2 separate regions of the Mus musculus genome follow, and region 2 is linked to region 1. Evidence: chromatin contacts called from public promoter capture Hi-C data. All regions are on one chromosome and are shown on one strand. Each heading gives the region's core, a stretch centred on a gene start, on an enhancer-like site or on the middle of the called end of the contact. The rest is flanking DNA. Distances are from core to core; before and after follow the strand shown. Region 1 holds the start of Tekt4 (tektin 4). Region 2 has its middle 26 kb from the start of Gm22645.

Region 1 (7,897 bases), core at 1,909-4,408:
CACTTCACGCAGGATAGGAGGTGGCCAGATGGCAGTCTCTCCTTTGTTGGCCCTGTCCTGTCAGCGTGACCTTGGGCCCGTCTCAGCCTGGGGCCTGCAGGCTGTGCCTGTTCTGGGTAGAGTCTATGAGACTGCATGGCTTCCCTCCCATTTAGAACCTTGCCGATTGGGGCTAGCGCTAGGGAATCTCCTCTGGCCTTGGGGAGCTGCTGGCTAGACTCAAAAGAAAGGGACCCTTTTGCCCATGTCCGTCCCACTTGTGATGTCTAGAGTTTGTAAAAAAAAAAATCTGTGCAGGGGACAGCTGTACTCTTGGTCAGTCCTGATGCCCCTCTGTTTCCCAGGCATCCTGCAGGGCTGTCCAGTGTGGTGGGGTCTGGTTCTTGGGGACACAGGCAGAGTCCATGGAGCTAGCACTTCTAGCCCCATCATGCTGCAGCTGTGATGTGGGAACTTTCACAAGCCCTTCCCCCCCGCCCCGACTCAATTTTCCCACTGTAACTGCAATGTAGGAAGAAGGGCAACATGAGAGAGGACCCCACCCCACTCCATACAGTCCTGTAGTGCACCACCATTCTGCCCACACATCCCATTCAGTCTGTGCTCACTGTGGCTTTACCTGACTGTTTCCCACTTAGCCCCAGCTTTGAGTATAGTTGTGATGGCCTCAGCAGCAATGATTGGTGTTCCTCTCTGAAAGGGTTGGGCGGAGAGAGGCTGGGAGGGACTGCACCCTGTCACCTTCAGAGCACAAATGCCTCTTTCTTTGGACCAAGGGTCAGACTAGAGGCCGTGGATGATAGGGACAAAGGCTCAACACATCCCTGAAGGTGTCTGGCGAGTCTTGGCCCCTCAAGCTGGGGACTAAGGTCAAAGCTCTACCTTGGAGTCTATCTTGACATAGGGGAACCTACATTGAGACCTGGCCTTCCTCATTAGCCTGGGGGTTCCATGGGAGCATCAGCTACCTGCAGTGCCCAGTACTTGAATACTGCAGGTGAAGATCAGGTAGAGTCACTGGGCCCAGGCTAGTTCTCTTCCTTTGCAGTCCCTGGCTCCACATGTCAGGAATGAATCTAAGGAGAAACTGTGGTGTGCTCTGGGTAGCTCTGTACCTACTACCATGTGGGAAAACTGAGGCACAGAGGAGACAGAGGGAGGCCCACACTGGCCCCCAAAGGTTCTTGGCTTCTAGCTCTTGAGGAACAGTGGCAGCTCTTGCTCCATCTGGTTATGAATTCTCAAGGCTTCTGCCCACAAATTACACATGTATAAAGCATCTACTGGTGGGAATGCCAGGGGCTCCTGCCAGAGGATTGACATGGAGTGTGAAGTGAGTGAGGGGCTAACTGCTAGGGAGTCAGCACAGGGTCGGGGCGGGGGGGGGGCGGGGAGGAATGCACAGCCTGGACAGAGGTGTGTGGGTGAAACCAAGCCTGTGCACTGAGCAGAGAGAGCCTGAGGTTCTCGAGGCGGGAAACGGGATAGGACAGTGGGGAGAGGAGAGGCTGAGGGGCTGTGGCAGTAGACCCTGTGCTGGCTAAGGGTGTGGATTTCTTTCAGAGAGGACCTAGTATGTGAGGAGCCTCTGGGGAAGACCAGGTGGGAGGGGAGGGAGGAAGACCACAGAATGGTCAGGAACTAGGAATAGGTGGCTGGCACATTCTGCAGTCAATGTCGCCCTCTCTTGGTCACACTGGCTATCGACTAGGGTTTCTTAATGCCCAGGTTGGATGGCAGGATTTCCTATCTAACTAGTGTCCTGGGAACAACTGCCCAGACAGAAAGTGCCTCCCCTTTTTGAGCAGATCAGGATACGTGACTCCAGATACATTCAGTGGGTGAACCCCCTTCAGAACACTGACCCAAATCCCCAGGAGGCTCTGATCTAAGTCCAGCTATGGGATACAGGAAGAAGAAGAGGGGCTGGCCCTTACACAGTGGCCCTGGGAATAGATGGGGTCAGGGTGGCTGTGGATACTCTCATGGGTTCAGGTCCCAAAGTGAGTCCTGGAGGCTGAGGTAGGGTGGATGTTTGGTCCTCTGGGCCTGCATGCGGGGTTCAGACCACATGCGCAATGGGCCAAGTTGTGGAGTCCTAGGGTGGCTTAGGGTAATGTTGAGGATGAGAGGCACTTCTCAGGCTGAGGAACCTGCTCACATTTCCATGGCCCCCACCTCCCACAGATCACCCAAAGGGGTCGTTAAGTAGGCAGAACCTCCTCCGTCCTCCTCCAGCAGGGCAAAGCCCACACTCAGGACCAGATCATGGAAGAACATCTCAGAAAAGGAGCCAAGGAGCCAGGGAGGAGGGCAGGGGTGTCAGGGACCTTGGAGCCTTCACTACCCCAGCCCTGGACCTCAAGACCCTTCATACCCCAGCCCTGGACCCCAAGGCCCTTCACTACCCCAGCCCTGGACCCCAAGGCCCTTCACTACCCCAGCCCTGGAGCCCAAGGGTCCCAGGGAACAAGTCCTGAGCCTCTGTGGCTCGGATCACAGTGTGGTGAAGAGTTGAGAGTTGGGGATTGCCTGTGTGTGTGTGTGTGTGTCTGTGTGTGTGTGTGTGTGAAAGAGAGAGAGAGAGAGAGCTTGTGCATGCGCACGCACATGGGCATATGAGTATTTGTGTGCATTGGAAACCTTAGGGGACATTTCTCAAGCACCATCCATTTTGGGGTTTTGTCTGTTTTTGTTGTTATTGGGGGTTTTGTTTGAGATGGGGGTCCTGCTATATAGCCCAGACCAAGCTGGAACTCACTACGTAGACCGTGCTATCCTTGAAATCAGAGAGCTCCACTTGTCTCTGCCTCCTGAGTGCTGGCATTAGAAGTATTTGCCACTATGCCTGGCCAACCTTATTTTCAACAAGGTCTTTCACTCGTCAAATACAGTTGGGCTGGTTGGCCTGTGAACACCACAGATTAACCGTTTCTGCCGTCCCAGTGCAGGGATTGCAAGCATATGCCACCACACCCATCCCCCCCTGCCCCCACCTGTGTCCTGGGAAACAAACTCATGTTCTTGCGAGGCAAACATTTTTACCTTTTACCCAGCTATGTTCCCAGACACTGCTTGGCCCTTTAAGAGGGCAGTTCTGCTCCTCCCCCTTGAGTGACCCTGTTGCTCAGCAACAGGAGGCAGTTGGTGTATACAATGTTCCTTAGGCAACCAGGAACCTTGCTTGGGACAGAGTGACCAGTACTGCTCCATTGATCGTGCCTGGACAATTGCCCAGTGACCCTCTCTTCATTCCGCCTCCCTTCCTGCTTAGCCAGGCAGTGGGTACCATGGCCCAAACGGGCGTGCTCCTGACCAAGGAGCCGGCCCCACAGTCAATAGATGTCTGTGAGCTTCCGCGCAAAGAATATGAAGTGGCCTGCAATACTGGCGCCTACACGTCCTCGGGTCTGGCCACCGCTGGCTTCCGCACAGCCAAATACCTGAGGGACGAGTGGTTTCAGAACTCTTATGCCCGCTACCACCAGGCCTTCGCAGACCGGGACTACTCTGAGCGGCAGCGGCATGAGAGCGGGCAGCTGGTAGCCGAGACTGGGGCACTGGCCCAGCGCACACAACTTGACTCCACAAGAAAGGTGGGAGAGCGCCTGGAGGACATGCATTGCTGGAAGTCAGAGCTGCAGCGAGAGATAGACGAGCTGTCTTCCGAGACGGACCTGATGATGGCCCAGAAGCTGCGGCTACAGCGCGCCTTGGATGCCACCTCCGTGCCTTACTCCATTGCTACTGACAACCTGCAGTGCAGAGAACGCCGCCAGCACCCAGACCTTGTCCGGGACTATGTGGAGGTGGAGCTACTGAAGGTGCAACCAGTGGCTCGGGCTCAGCGTGGGAGGCAGGCTCTGGCTCTCATAGAGATAACACAGGGCCTTAGGGTTCACACAGCACTGTGCCTATGCAGGACTCCTGATCCTTCAGATAGCGGAATTTCTACCACATCCAAGTAACTTTCTCTCTTGTGGGATTCCTTCCAGCCCATAAGATTTCAAAGACGTTCAGTCTGACTCTGAGGGGATTTTTGTTGTCGGTGGTGGTGGGCTTTGGGCTTTTTTGTTTGTCTGTTTTCCAAGACAGGATTTCTCAGTGTATCTCTGTCTGTCCTGGAACTCACTCTGTAGACCAAAGCTGGCCTCAAACTAGGAGATTTACCTGCCTCTGCCTCCCAAGTGCTGGGATTAAAGGCGTGCGCCACATTCTTCTGGCTGAGGTTGTTTTGTTTTTGGCTAAGCCAAAGGCTCCCCCGTACCACCATGCATGCCCCTTGCAGTGCTATTGGTGTTCAGGGTAGAAAGCCGGGCCAGCCAGTGTTGCATGTATGGAGGGCTTGTGGATGCCCATGGCATCTGCTCTCTCTCCCCAGAGCCCCAGAACCCCAGAGCCTGAGCTTCAATGTTCTCCTAGTATACACTATAATCCCAGTGTCAGGGAAACTGAGGAAGGAACACGAGCTCCAGGCCAGCCTGGACTACATATGAGACTCTTAAACAAACACCAAAACCCAAACTGAACCGAAAACAAACCCTGCCACGTCCCCCTCCCTTCATCGGGTACCTTTCCCTCAAACCCCAGCGCAGCTTGCTTTGGGGAGTCTTGTGTGATTATGGGGCCACTCAGCCTGGGTGCCACACAACTGGGAATTCCTCAGAGCTGGCGCCTCCTGTGGTAGCCTCAGGCCCATGGGCAAGGATGAATGATGGAGCTGGGGAATAAACCGCCAGGCTGGGGCCCCAGAGAACTCCTGTCCTACCCCTAGGCCTTGCCCACTTCGGCCAGTGGGTGCAGAGATGGGAGAGGGACCGAGGACACTGGACACTGGAGATCATGGCCCAGGTGGGTTTGAGCACAAGATAATCCTGGCACCCAGAAAATGTTGGGGTTAAAGGAAACTTAGAGTTTCCTACCTATTCTTGGTGGGAAGTGGGCAGACAGAGGGCATCTGATGTCCCGTGGGCTTGAGTTCCTCAGAGGCAGTATAGAGCTCGATATAAGGCTGGTATGCTCCTCAGGAAACTGTGGGAGTTTTGGGGATGATCCCAGAGTCTGGACAGCTGTCTTAGGTGACCCAACAGCAAAAAGATACCCTTTAGAGGAGACACTCACTTGCAACATGCTAACACTACCCGGAGTGAACGTCGCACACAAGGGCTGAACCTTTTTCTGGGGGTGGAGGGGGGACAGAGATTAAGGCAAAAAGTCAATGCTGGTGAGGTCCATACCTTGGCTCCTGCTGAGTCCCCGAGTCTCTGAGCAGGGTTGCTCAGAGAGGACCGGTCTCATTTCCAGGAAACCGAGCTGATCAGGAACATCCAGGAACTCCTGAAGAGGACGATAGGACAAGCCGTGGACCAGATACGGTGGGTCACAGCAGCCCCTGAGGGACCCGAGGGCTGGACTCTGTCCCCAAGGCTGGTCTGAGGTGGAGGCAGGACAGGTAGGGACCTGACACTGTGGCTGAGAGGTCAGAAGGCTTCCAAATCTTAGCTAGTGGAATGCAGGCTCTGCTCAGCGAATACAACCATCTCCACTTTTGCTCTGGAACCTGGGCACTGCTGGCCATGGAAGGCTGTCTGAGCACAAACTGGAGCTGAAATGGGGCCTGCTTCCCAGGGCTCCCTGGCACACAGTGAGCCCTAAACCCCGCCCCCCCCCCTCATGCCCTCCAGGCTGAACAGGGAGCATAAGGAGTCGTGTGAGATGAACTGGTCGGACAAAGTGGAAGTCTACAACATTGACGATACCTGCTCCCGCTACACCAATGAGAGCACCCAGGTGCAGTTCTATCCGCATTCCAGCAAGTTCGAGGAGAGGTAGGATTCTAGGCTCTGTAACCCGTTTGTCCCTGCCACTCTCCGCTCTACTTCCAAAATCTGAGGAAGGACTCCTGCCCCCACGAGAACCTGGCCCAGCTCTCCTGGGGAACCTCTGTCTGCTGTTGGGGTGGACTAACTGGAAAGCCCCTTACTCAAGTGCCTGGCACCCACAATTCACACAGGGCTAGTGCCCTGTGGGTGGCCTGGAAAGCGTTTCTGCTCGTGACCAGTAGAGGGCAAGCAAAGGATCTCTAGAGGCATGGGAGAACCTCGGTATATCGGTGTGAGGGAGGAATCCGGGGTACACTGGGGATCGCTGACAGTGCGGGAGTCTCTGTGTGACTACACCCTGACCAGGCCGCAACTTCCACCCTCAGTGCTTCCACGCCCGAGACGTGGGCCAAGTTCAATCACGACAACCTGCTTCGAGCCGAGCGCGAGCGGCTAGCCTCGGTTAACCTGCGGAAGTTAATTGACTGCATCTTGCGGGATACGGCCGAGGACCTGCGGCTACAGTGCGATGCAGTGAACTCGGCTTTCTCAAGCCGCTGCCAAGAGCTGGACGACTCACTCCAGAAGCTGCAGTACCACCTTCGAAAGGTGGGAGCGCAGGGCTCGCCCGCCTTTGGACACGCCCACTTGTTTGAGCACATCAGGACACGCCTACCAGCGAGCCCATCCCATGCTTAGGATACACCTACTCACATCTGTGCATGTCTCCTTCTCGTGCTCGGACCCCACTCAAGCCACGCCCATCCCTTGCCTAGGACTTGGGTTCCCTTATCCACAGGGACCAGGGTTGCTATCCACTTTGCTTAAGTCACCACTTGGCTTCAAGAGTCCTTCTGTGACCAGCTCACCCTGAAGCAGACATCCATACACTTCTGTAGATTCTCTGATTTGATGTAAAAGCAGTTTTGGGGAGTGATCTTCTGGCACCTCCACTGCTGACCAGCAGGAGCTGTGTGCTATGGGGTTGGGAAGAAGATAGTATGGGAGCAGAGAGTGGTTTTGGGGTCCTGCTTCTAAATTCCCGTTGTGGCCTATCTAGCCTCTAAGACCTGACTTTTGTAGCCAGCATTAGAGAGCAAACAGACTGCCCCGACTCATGAGACCCGCTGAGAGCCTTGTACAGGGCTGCCCCTGGACACAGGCGGAGGACTCAGAGTGTCTTGTCAAGGCTGGGAGACTAAGGGCAACTGGTTTAGCCCATCCCACATGCTGGGTTAGGATAGGCAGGTGCCCTGTTTGCTCCAGAATTTGAGGCAGCCTCAGGTTCACATACTGCCCTTACAGACCCTGACGGAGATCACAGACCAGGAACACCAGATTGCAGCCTTGAAGCAGGCCATCAAGGACAAGGAGGCCCCTCTGCGTGTGGCCCAGACTCGCCTTTACCAGCGGTCACACCGGCCCAATGTGGAGTTGTGCCGGGACAATGCCCAGTTCAGGTACTGCTTGCTGTTTGAGCAGCCCTGGAAGGCTGGGGTCATCCTTGAGGCCCTTTAGTCTTACTCAGTACTTGAGGCTACCATGAGCCCCTCCTGCAGGATCAGTCCTACATATGAGCAGACATAGTGCTTGTGGGGAGGGCTCTGGAGGGGTTTTGAGTGTCAGAAACAGCACAGGATCCTGTGCAACACTCTGGGATGCTTTGCCTTCCTGGAAGAAGCCTAGAGTCTGGAAACCTAAGATTCATGAGGCCACAGGGCAGGGAAGCCTGGCAGGGCAATTCCAGTATGCCCTTCTAAGCATAAGCGTCTGTCTTCTTCCTTCTTCCTCTACCGTAATTTTGTTCTATAAATCAGTTTTCAGGATGCCATTGCTTATTTTCGCCACAAGGTGGCAGTGTTTCAAGACTCCCTTTCCCTGCTTCAGCGCAGCTGAGGGAGGCCCTCTTTGGACTAGAAACGAGGGCCTTTTTAACCCATGCAAGTTCCCAGGAATTTTTGCAACATTTGCCACTTTGGTGGAGTCTGTGTAAGCCTGTTGGGATCCTCTGTAGCGTCACTGCCCTTTCCTTTGTCTCTCCCCCAGCTTACTGTTCCTTTCCTTGCAGGTTGCTG
Region 2 (7,897 bases), core at 2,824-5,323, 200 kb after region 1:
CTCTCTGGTGGCCTTAGGGACCCACTGAAGAGACTTAGCAGCTCTGACTGTGGATAGCCCCACCCTACCCAAGCTCACCCTAGGGTAGACGGGTCCTGACAGTGGTGAGTCAGTCACGCTATGTGTCTGCTCACCAAGGACAGCACAGGGACCTGATGTCCTGATCTAGAAGGCACTTACAGGTTTCTACCTCTGACAGATGTAGGCCCTCCCAATATACATGTATCCTCAAAGATCCCCTTGTTGAGGCTGAGAGGTGCCCCCAGCTCCCTTAGCAAATGATCTTTATACCCCACTGGATCACTCCAGCCAAGGAGTCTGCTCTAAGGCCATCCCTGGGGAGCCCCACTCACACCCATGCCTTGACTACACTGGGGCCATACTGCTGCACTGGTCAGCGTCCAGGTGGAGAGGGGTCTCATCCTGTCCCTTAGCGCAGCAGTCATGCCATGTGAGTCTACCAGGTTAACTGTAGCATGCTAAAGGACGTGCCCATCTGCCCCTGGGCACATGCTCCCTCCACGGAAGAACCCAAGGAAGAAATTTCCATGTTGGAGGGCACTGGGACAAACGTAGGAAGCTTGGGTGCCGGGCTGGGCCGGGGGACAGGGGAGAACTCAGGTTCACTTAGCAGTACTGTCTAACATTAGGGTATGTTTCTGCACTTCTCTACCCAAATTCCCACTCCAGGGGTTGGGGGTGAGTGGACATAGCAGCTGTGACGTGATTAGCCCCAACTTCACTCTGTAGGATGTGCAAAAGCAAGGTTAGGGTCCAGTGTATGCTAGTTGCTAGTGACCTGGGCTAGCGGACATCGGCCAGGAGCCGGACATGGGCTCTGGGATGACAGAAGACAGTCATACTAGACTCTCTACACCTGATTTCAAACTCAGGATCCAAAGTCACCAGGCACTATCTCCCTGAGGTGCCATGCTGGGCCTGACTATTGGTCCCCTAACAGTTGGCAGCTCACCAGGATGCATCCTTCCCTCTCCATCATCCAGCAGAGGTGATGTACCCTCCTCATGCACTGGTCCCCAGCCAGCTGAAGTCCTGTGGCTGCTTCCACTGCCAAAAGCTTCCCACTCACTTGGGTTAGTAAATGGAACCAAGGAAGCATCGTCACGTACCGTACCGTCTCACAGGATAGCAAGATGCCTGAAGGAAGCCAGCCAGATGGGTGAAACCATAACATGGTGTTAAAGGGGACTGAAGACAGAAGAGCAGGTGACAGGTCACCTGAAAATGTCACTCCCGGGAGCCAGTGCTCCTCACGGTGGCTGCCTTGCAATCCTGACACAATTCCAGTAGTCTCTATAGAACGGGAACCCTAGCTCCAAACTTGTGTAGAACTGCAAATGACAAAATCAGTGTTATACTGGAACACTGCTGGCTGTGAAGTGTCTGCCACACAGCATGACGACCTGAGTTCAATACCCCAGAAGCCCCAGAAAAGGCAGGCTGCACGGTTGCTTGGCTGTAGCCCCAGCGCTGGGGAAGAGGAAACAGGCAGACTCCTGAGCTCACTGGGCAACCATCCCAGATTGATTGAGCTCCGGATTTAGTGAGAGACTCGACCTCAAAAAAATAAGGTGCTTAGAAATCACTGCAGTCAACAATGTCAGCCTCTGGTTCCCATGTACACACACGTACACACACATGCACACACCACCGTGAATTTGGGGCCAACCTGGACTACAGAGTGACAGCCTATCTCAAGGAAAAAGTAAAATGCCCAGGAGACGCTGACATGTCTGTTGGAATGCTTTTGACAAGAGCTTTAAAAGCATGCAAAGGGAAAGAAACACACCATTGTCTTTCTTTTCATAATAAGAAATATTGTCTGTGGCCATATAGCCCCGAGCACACCCCCATCTCATCTAACAGGAAATGCGACTTTCTGGAATTTTCTATATGTGTGTGGGGAAAGTGTGTATCGTGTTTGGGAGTACTGACAGGCTAGAAGAGAGCATTGGGTCCCCCGAAGCTGGAGTTAAGGGTCCCCAAGGTGCTGGGAACCAGAAAGAACAGGGTTTAACCATTGAGCCATCTCTCTGCCCCAAACCGGTTTGGAGTGGGCATTGCTGAGACAAGGCAGCTGACAACATGCAGAGGACAGGAGCAGCTCTCTTTCCTCAAGTCAAGGCTGGCGAGATGCTGAGCACATGAAGGTACCACCAACCCCAGGACTCCCACCGGTGCCCTCTGACCCCCACATGCAGGCCATGGCACCAACACACACACATACACACACACATGCATGCAAATGCCCACATGCACACACACTGCTCCAGCCCTGGCTATGTCCAATCTGCTGCTTTCTCTTCTCCCAACTCCTCCAGATGCCTCTCTCCCTTATCCACAATAAAAAACCTTTCCCCAGTCCAAAAAAATAAAAAGATGAACTTCGGGGGCTGGAGATGGCTTTTATAGAAGAGCACTTGCTGCTCTTACAGGGAACCCCAGTTCAGTTCCCAGCACCCATATGGAAGCTTAGAACCATCTGTATCTCCAGGTCCAGGGGATCCCGTACCATCCAGTACCCTCTCCTGGCCTCATCAGCTGTCACGGGTGCTTGTGGAGCAGTTAGCATGAATACTCTGAAAGTACTCATACACATAAAGTTGTTTTAGTAAAAAAGGTGAGCTCTAGAGCTGAGGTGTGGGCTCAAGCAGAGTACTTGTCTAAAACACATGAGTCCTCATGTTCTACCCTCAGTGATGAGGATGATGATGGTGACAGTGACGGTGACAGTGACAGTGATGATGATGCAAATGAATGAAGCTCCTAAACCAAAGAACTAACACTAAAAACTCTTAAAACAGAAGCTTCAAATTTGGCACCTTGTCCCTTCTTTGCTGAATACGTGGGGTAGGGCTACATAGCAATGCTGCTCAGAGCAGCATCTCCATAGCGATGAATGGCAGGACAGAGAGTGTGACACCACAGCCGGCCACAGCCACATGAGGTCCCTGCGAGAAAGACGGGGCTCCAGTATATACTATTGGCTGCTGAAGACACACAGCAGTGATTCTACACCGGAGACCCCACACCCACCTCTCAAACCTGGCCAGTGCTTTATTCTTTCTGTGCCACACTGCCTGACCCACCACAAAGCATACAGCAGGCGAGGTTTCCTGCTGGCAGTGGCTCTGGCATTCATGAGCAGCAGCAGCAGATCCCCAGCCCTGTGTGCCTGTGGGTACCAGGGAGGCAGGAGGTGCTCCATCCACTTCAGGGAAGTGGGATGCTCAAGCCCAAGGGGATGATGCAGATTCCAGGGAAGGCACCCTGTCTTGGAGACAGGCTGCTGGGTCTCTGGTCACGTGTCGTCACTTACCTGTGCTACTTGGAGGTTCACTTTGTGGAAACAGCACACACTGTTTTGCCAACCGTTTTCCATGTGTTTGAGTTCAATCCCAGCACTTGGGTGGAGGCAGAGAAAAAAAGTTCCAGTTTTAGATATTCAGTGTTAAATCTGCATTTATCATAAAATAAAGAACATCAGGGTGGGTGGGTGTTTTCTAATGAGCACATAAAAACTGTGAGAAAAATCTCCCTGTGGTCTCCATGATGGTTCGAAGGTCACATGACTTTCCTGATGATACTGGCTACACCTTCCTCCCTGACCTTCCCTCTCTGCTCATTGGAGATGTTCTTCTCTGGGTTCCTTTGGAAACTGGAGACAGGGAAGTTGTGGCTGTGAGGCAGCACCCACTGTCCATCATCTATACATCAGCCTGATCCACCATACCTCATCCATACATCAGCCCTGAACTGGAGCCCCATCTGCCGATCTTCCTCCAGGTCATTTCCCTAATGGTACAGCCCTCTGGGTCCCTGTCATGCTGATCTTTGCTGAGCTCTATACTGAGTCCTTGGCGTCAACTCATGTCTTTGAGCAGAGGGGCCAGGGTGTCTACCTGGCCCATAAGAAAGCCAGAAAATTTGCCACTAGCTCAGCAGGGCCAGAGTCTCAGCAAGGTGGTTGTCCTTAGCAGAGGTCACGAATCCCTCCTGGCTCTGCCACCAGCACCTGGGCTGCCAGGGGCACTGGTGCCAGCCCTGCAGCTGGGCCTTCTGTGGGTGAGCAACATTTGCATCTCAATGATGGGGATTCATCTTTAAGGAGCCAGCTGTCCAGTTGGGGGAGGGGAAGTCTAATTGGGCAGCGGGGGGTGGGGAAGGGGGTCTGTCAAGTGGCTACAGCTCCCCACACCACTCCCACTCATGGCTTGGGACAAGGAAACGCAAAACAGTGATCGGACCATCTGTATCCCTATCACTGCCCTACCCCACACCATGGCTGCACAGCTGCAGACTGGCTCCAGCCCTGTCTGTGTACAGTTCCCTTTTGTACCCTGGCGGCAGAGGTGGACAGCTCAGGTCTGAGGTCAGGGTGAGGACAGGTCCAGACATCACTGTCACCAGCTCCTTCACGAGACTTCTTCGACTTGTCATCACCTATGACCATCTAGGCAGATCCCTCTCTCTAATGTCCCTCCACTACAGAGAATGCCACTGTAGAGAGGTGAATAGTGTCCCCAAACTCATCCCAACCAAGGACCTCAGAATGTGACCTTTGAAAATAGGGTCTTTGCAGATTTAATAAAGATCATATGATATAGCTGTCCAGGATTAGGGTTGCCCTAATTTGTTCACAAGTTTGTTTGTTTGTTTGTTTGTTTGTTTGTTTGTTTGTGAGAGCTGAGACAGGCTTTCATTATGCAGCCTCAATGGCTTCAAACTTGTTGCAATCCTCCTGCCTCCTCTGCCTCTGCCTCTGCCTCTGCCTCTGCCTCTGCCTCTGCCTCTGCCTCTGCCTCTGCCTCTGCCTCTGCCTCTGCCTCTGCCTCTCTGCAGTGCTGAAGTTACTGGAAGGAATCACCAAGCCTGCAGCCTGAGCATCAGGGTGCATGCCTATAATCCCAGCTCCCCAGAGGCAGAGGCAGGAGGATGGAGAGCAATTTAGCAAGACTGTCTTAAAATTTAAAAAATGTAAAGGGGGCTGCCCTACAGCTTAGTGGTAAATATTCACTACCAGATGTGGAGTCCTTGATTCTATCCCCAGCTGTGAGAGAAGGGGGAGGGAAAGGAGAGGAGAAGGGAGCGAAGGGAAAGAGAGATCAGCATATCAGGGAAGACAGCTGCTTGAAGATGAAACAGGAACTTAAAACAGCAGAGTCCCCGGAGCTGGGGGGACTGTGCGGAATCCTGAGTCCTTGGAGATAGGATGGCCCACACTTTGGTTTGGACCGTTTGCCTCCAGACTGTAGGAGAATAAGCCAGCATTTGAAGCCCCCACATGTGGTCCTTTGTCAGAGCCCCAGGAGATGAATGTGTCCAGGCAGAGTGGAAATCTGGTTATGGCCCAGAGTGGTTTCAGGGGTACCCTCCCAGCCAGCACAAGAGCAGACAGCCTGGATGGGGCTCTCAACCCCAAGTCTGCCCAGCCTCTCCCAGACCTCACCTGCCCCAGAAGGAGGGTGAAATGGAACACCCACCATCTGCCTTCAAGATGCAAGAGGAAGCAGAAAGATGGGCAGATGGCGTAGGCCCTGCCCAGGAGGGAGACATGACAGCAACCAGGGAGAGATAAATGAAGGAAACAAAGGACAGGATGGGACACCAGGAGCACTGTGCTCTGATGACACACACACCCCTCCTTGGAGTCAGAACACAGGCACTGTACCGGCTGGTTTTATGTCTGATGACACAATAATCAGAAGGAGCCTCAATTGAGAACATGCCTCCACAAGATTGGGGTATAGGCAAACCTATAAGGCATTTCCTTCATTAGTGTTCATGGCAAGAGCCCAGCCCAATAATGCGTGGGGCAGCCCTGGGCTGGTGGTCCTGGGTTCTATGAGCAAGCAGGCCGAGGAAGCCATGAGGAGCAAGGCAGTAAGGAGCGCTGTTGCACGACCTTTGGATCAGCCCCTGCCTGCAGGTTCCTGCCCTTCTTAGGTCCTCTCCTGACTTCTGTCCTGTCCTTTATGATGAACTGTGATGTGGGAACATGGGCCAAGTAAACCCTTTCCTTTCTAAGTCGCTTTGGTCATGGTGTTTCATCTCAGTAGTAACCCTAAGACAGGCACTCACAAACATGTCTGAACTCACACAACTAGACATACTAGACACATATAAGCTTGCAGTTGTGTATGTTTCCTACCGACTGGCAAGATATCTGGACACAGGAAAGGTTATCAGGCCTGAGATGTCTACCTTGTGGCTATTCTTGACCCCACAAAGGTAGCCACGCCATAGCCATGGCTGTATCCAGCAGCATCTAAACAAAGCATGCTCTCCAGACTGGTTCCTGCTTAACTGCCTGCCTTTCTAGGCTTGCCCACGGTCCCTGCAAGAAGCCGCCAGATGCTAAGCGCCTCAGCAAGAAAAAGAACTTTCTTCTCAAGTAGAAACATCAGCATCACTGGGCAGTGATGATGCACGCCTTTAATCCCAGCACTTGGGAGGCAGAGGCAGGTGGATTTCTTAGTTCGAGGCCAGCCTGGGCTAAACAGAGAAACCCTGTCTCGGAAAAGAAAAAATAAAAGAAAAAACATCAGCTTCCTGCAACCACGTGACCAGGGCCTTGTAAGGACAGAGGTGCATTTTCCAAGGATCATGGGACACTTCTCAAGGGCACCGTGCCACCCTTATGGAATCCAGCTAGTCCCTCAGCTGTGCTGCGCCTACCCACAAGGATGCCCAGTATCCAGTAGGCCTCAGAAGGCACTTCCCAGCTGCAGGGCCGCAGGCCACTGTCCAGGGCTCCAGTACACCAACCCTGCCTGTTACACCTACTTTACACACAGGCCACAGCAGGCAGCCCACTTGTGCTCCCATAAGCCCTAAGTAAAACCCAGCCCTGGATAGTCACAGCTGTGCCAGGACATGAGGGCTTAGCTCCCAGCTGGTAGGTGGGATTTGTAGCTCTGTCTTCTCTGAGTGCCGGGATGTTGGGACAGGAAGAAAGGCTTCATAGAAAGGCAAGCCTGGAGGACCTCCAGGTGGCAGCTCCTGACTGTAGTCTAGGCTCTCTAGGGCTGCAGAGGGGTTCTGCCCTTCACTTGTCAGCCTTGATACCTCCTAATGGGGGGGGGGGGGTGAGACAGAGACAGAGAGACAGAAGGGAGAGAGAGAGGGGAGAGAGACACAGGCAGACAGACAGACAGACAGACAGAGGTATCACATGGATGATGACACCCTCACCAAGAGAGGACACTGGGACCCCTGCACCCACAGAATCTGCCCTCGTGGGGCCTGAGGGCTCTGGCTGCTCCCCAGAATGACTCACAGAAGCAAGACCTGTGAGAGGTTCATCTCCAGGTAGGTGGGGGCAGCCTGAACGGAAGAAGCTGGTATAGCCATCAGAATCCAGAGACACCAGGCTGCCCCCTTGGCAGTAGGGACTCAATCCAGGTTAAAGTTAAACTCATGGTGACAGAAATGGTTCTGAGTCTGGCAGGACATCACCAGGCCCTGTCACCACAGCTGTGCAACAACCTGTGCCCAAACTCTGGCGGGACATGGCAAAGCCTGTGGCTGGAACTTTGATCTGTGCTTTCTCAGCTGCTGTCCTGGTGGCACAGGCTACGTTATCCTCCTAGACACAGATGGCAGCATGCTCATGAGGCCCAGCCTGAGACCCAGCTGGCCTGCACAGGAGAGAAGGGCCCAAAGACCTGCAGCCAGTGCTATCAGTGTAGGGCAACAGCCCCAGCCCTCCCCCTGTTGCCACAATCCCACTACCAAGCTGAGGAGGTAACCTAGTGGCAGGCAGCAGAGTCATGCAGAACATGGTGCTCATGGGCCTGGAAGGTAGGGCCTGATCATGGGAGAGAAGCTGTGGACAACGTGGGAAATACACTAATCCCATATCCCACCTGGGGAC

The links. Promoter capture Hi-C pulls out the DNA fragments that hold promoters and counts their contacts.
Region 2: a contact with region 1 is called in a promoter capture Hi-C map of neural stem cells. The contact joins the enhancer-like site here to the promoter of Tekt4 in region 1. A contact is called at or near these places in 9 of 39 promoter capture datasets (the C10 cell line, the HPC-7 cell line, cranial neural crest and 6 more), 1 of 15 datasets of contacts at CTCF or cohesin (the NIH/3T3 cell line), 1 of 484 Hi-C or Micro-C datasets (embryonic fibroblasts), 6 of 115 datasets of contacts at active chromatin or transcription factors (craniofacial prominence, embryonic basal ganglia, embryonic forebrain and 3 more) and 2 of 9 other capture datasets (embryonic stem cells and pancreatic islet).

The regions. Positions count from the first base shown.
Region 1 is chr17:25,468,432-25,476,328 of GRCm38.p6, forward strand. Tekt4 (tektin 4) reads left to right here and starts at 3,159. Exons shown (of 6, transcript NM_027951.1): 1 at 3,159-3,824; 2 at 5,305-5,375; 3 at 5,685-5,828; 4 at 6,209-6,431; 5 at 7,128-7,282; 6 at 7,891-7,897. The coding sequence starts at 3,291.
Region 2 is chr17:25,664,573-25,672,469 of GRCm38.p6, forward strand. No RefSeq gene overlaps it. Among named protein-coding and RNA genes, the nearest start is that of Gm22645, 26 kb to the right of the region's middle. Within about 2 kb of position 4,074, at least 18 of the 459 cell types and tissues checked have an H3K27ac peak or open chromatin away from gene starts, as enhancers often do. A contact at or near this core is called in neural stem cells and oligodendrocyte precursor cells, where this site is marked.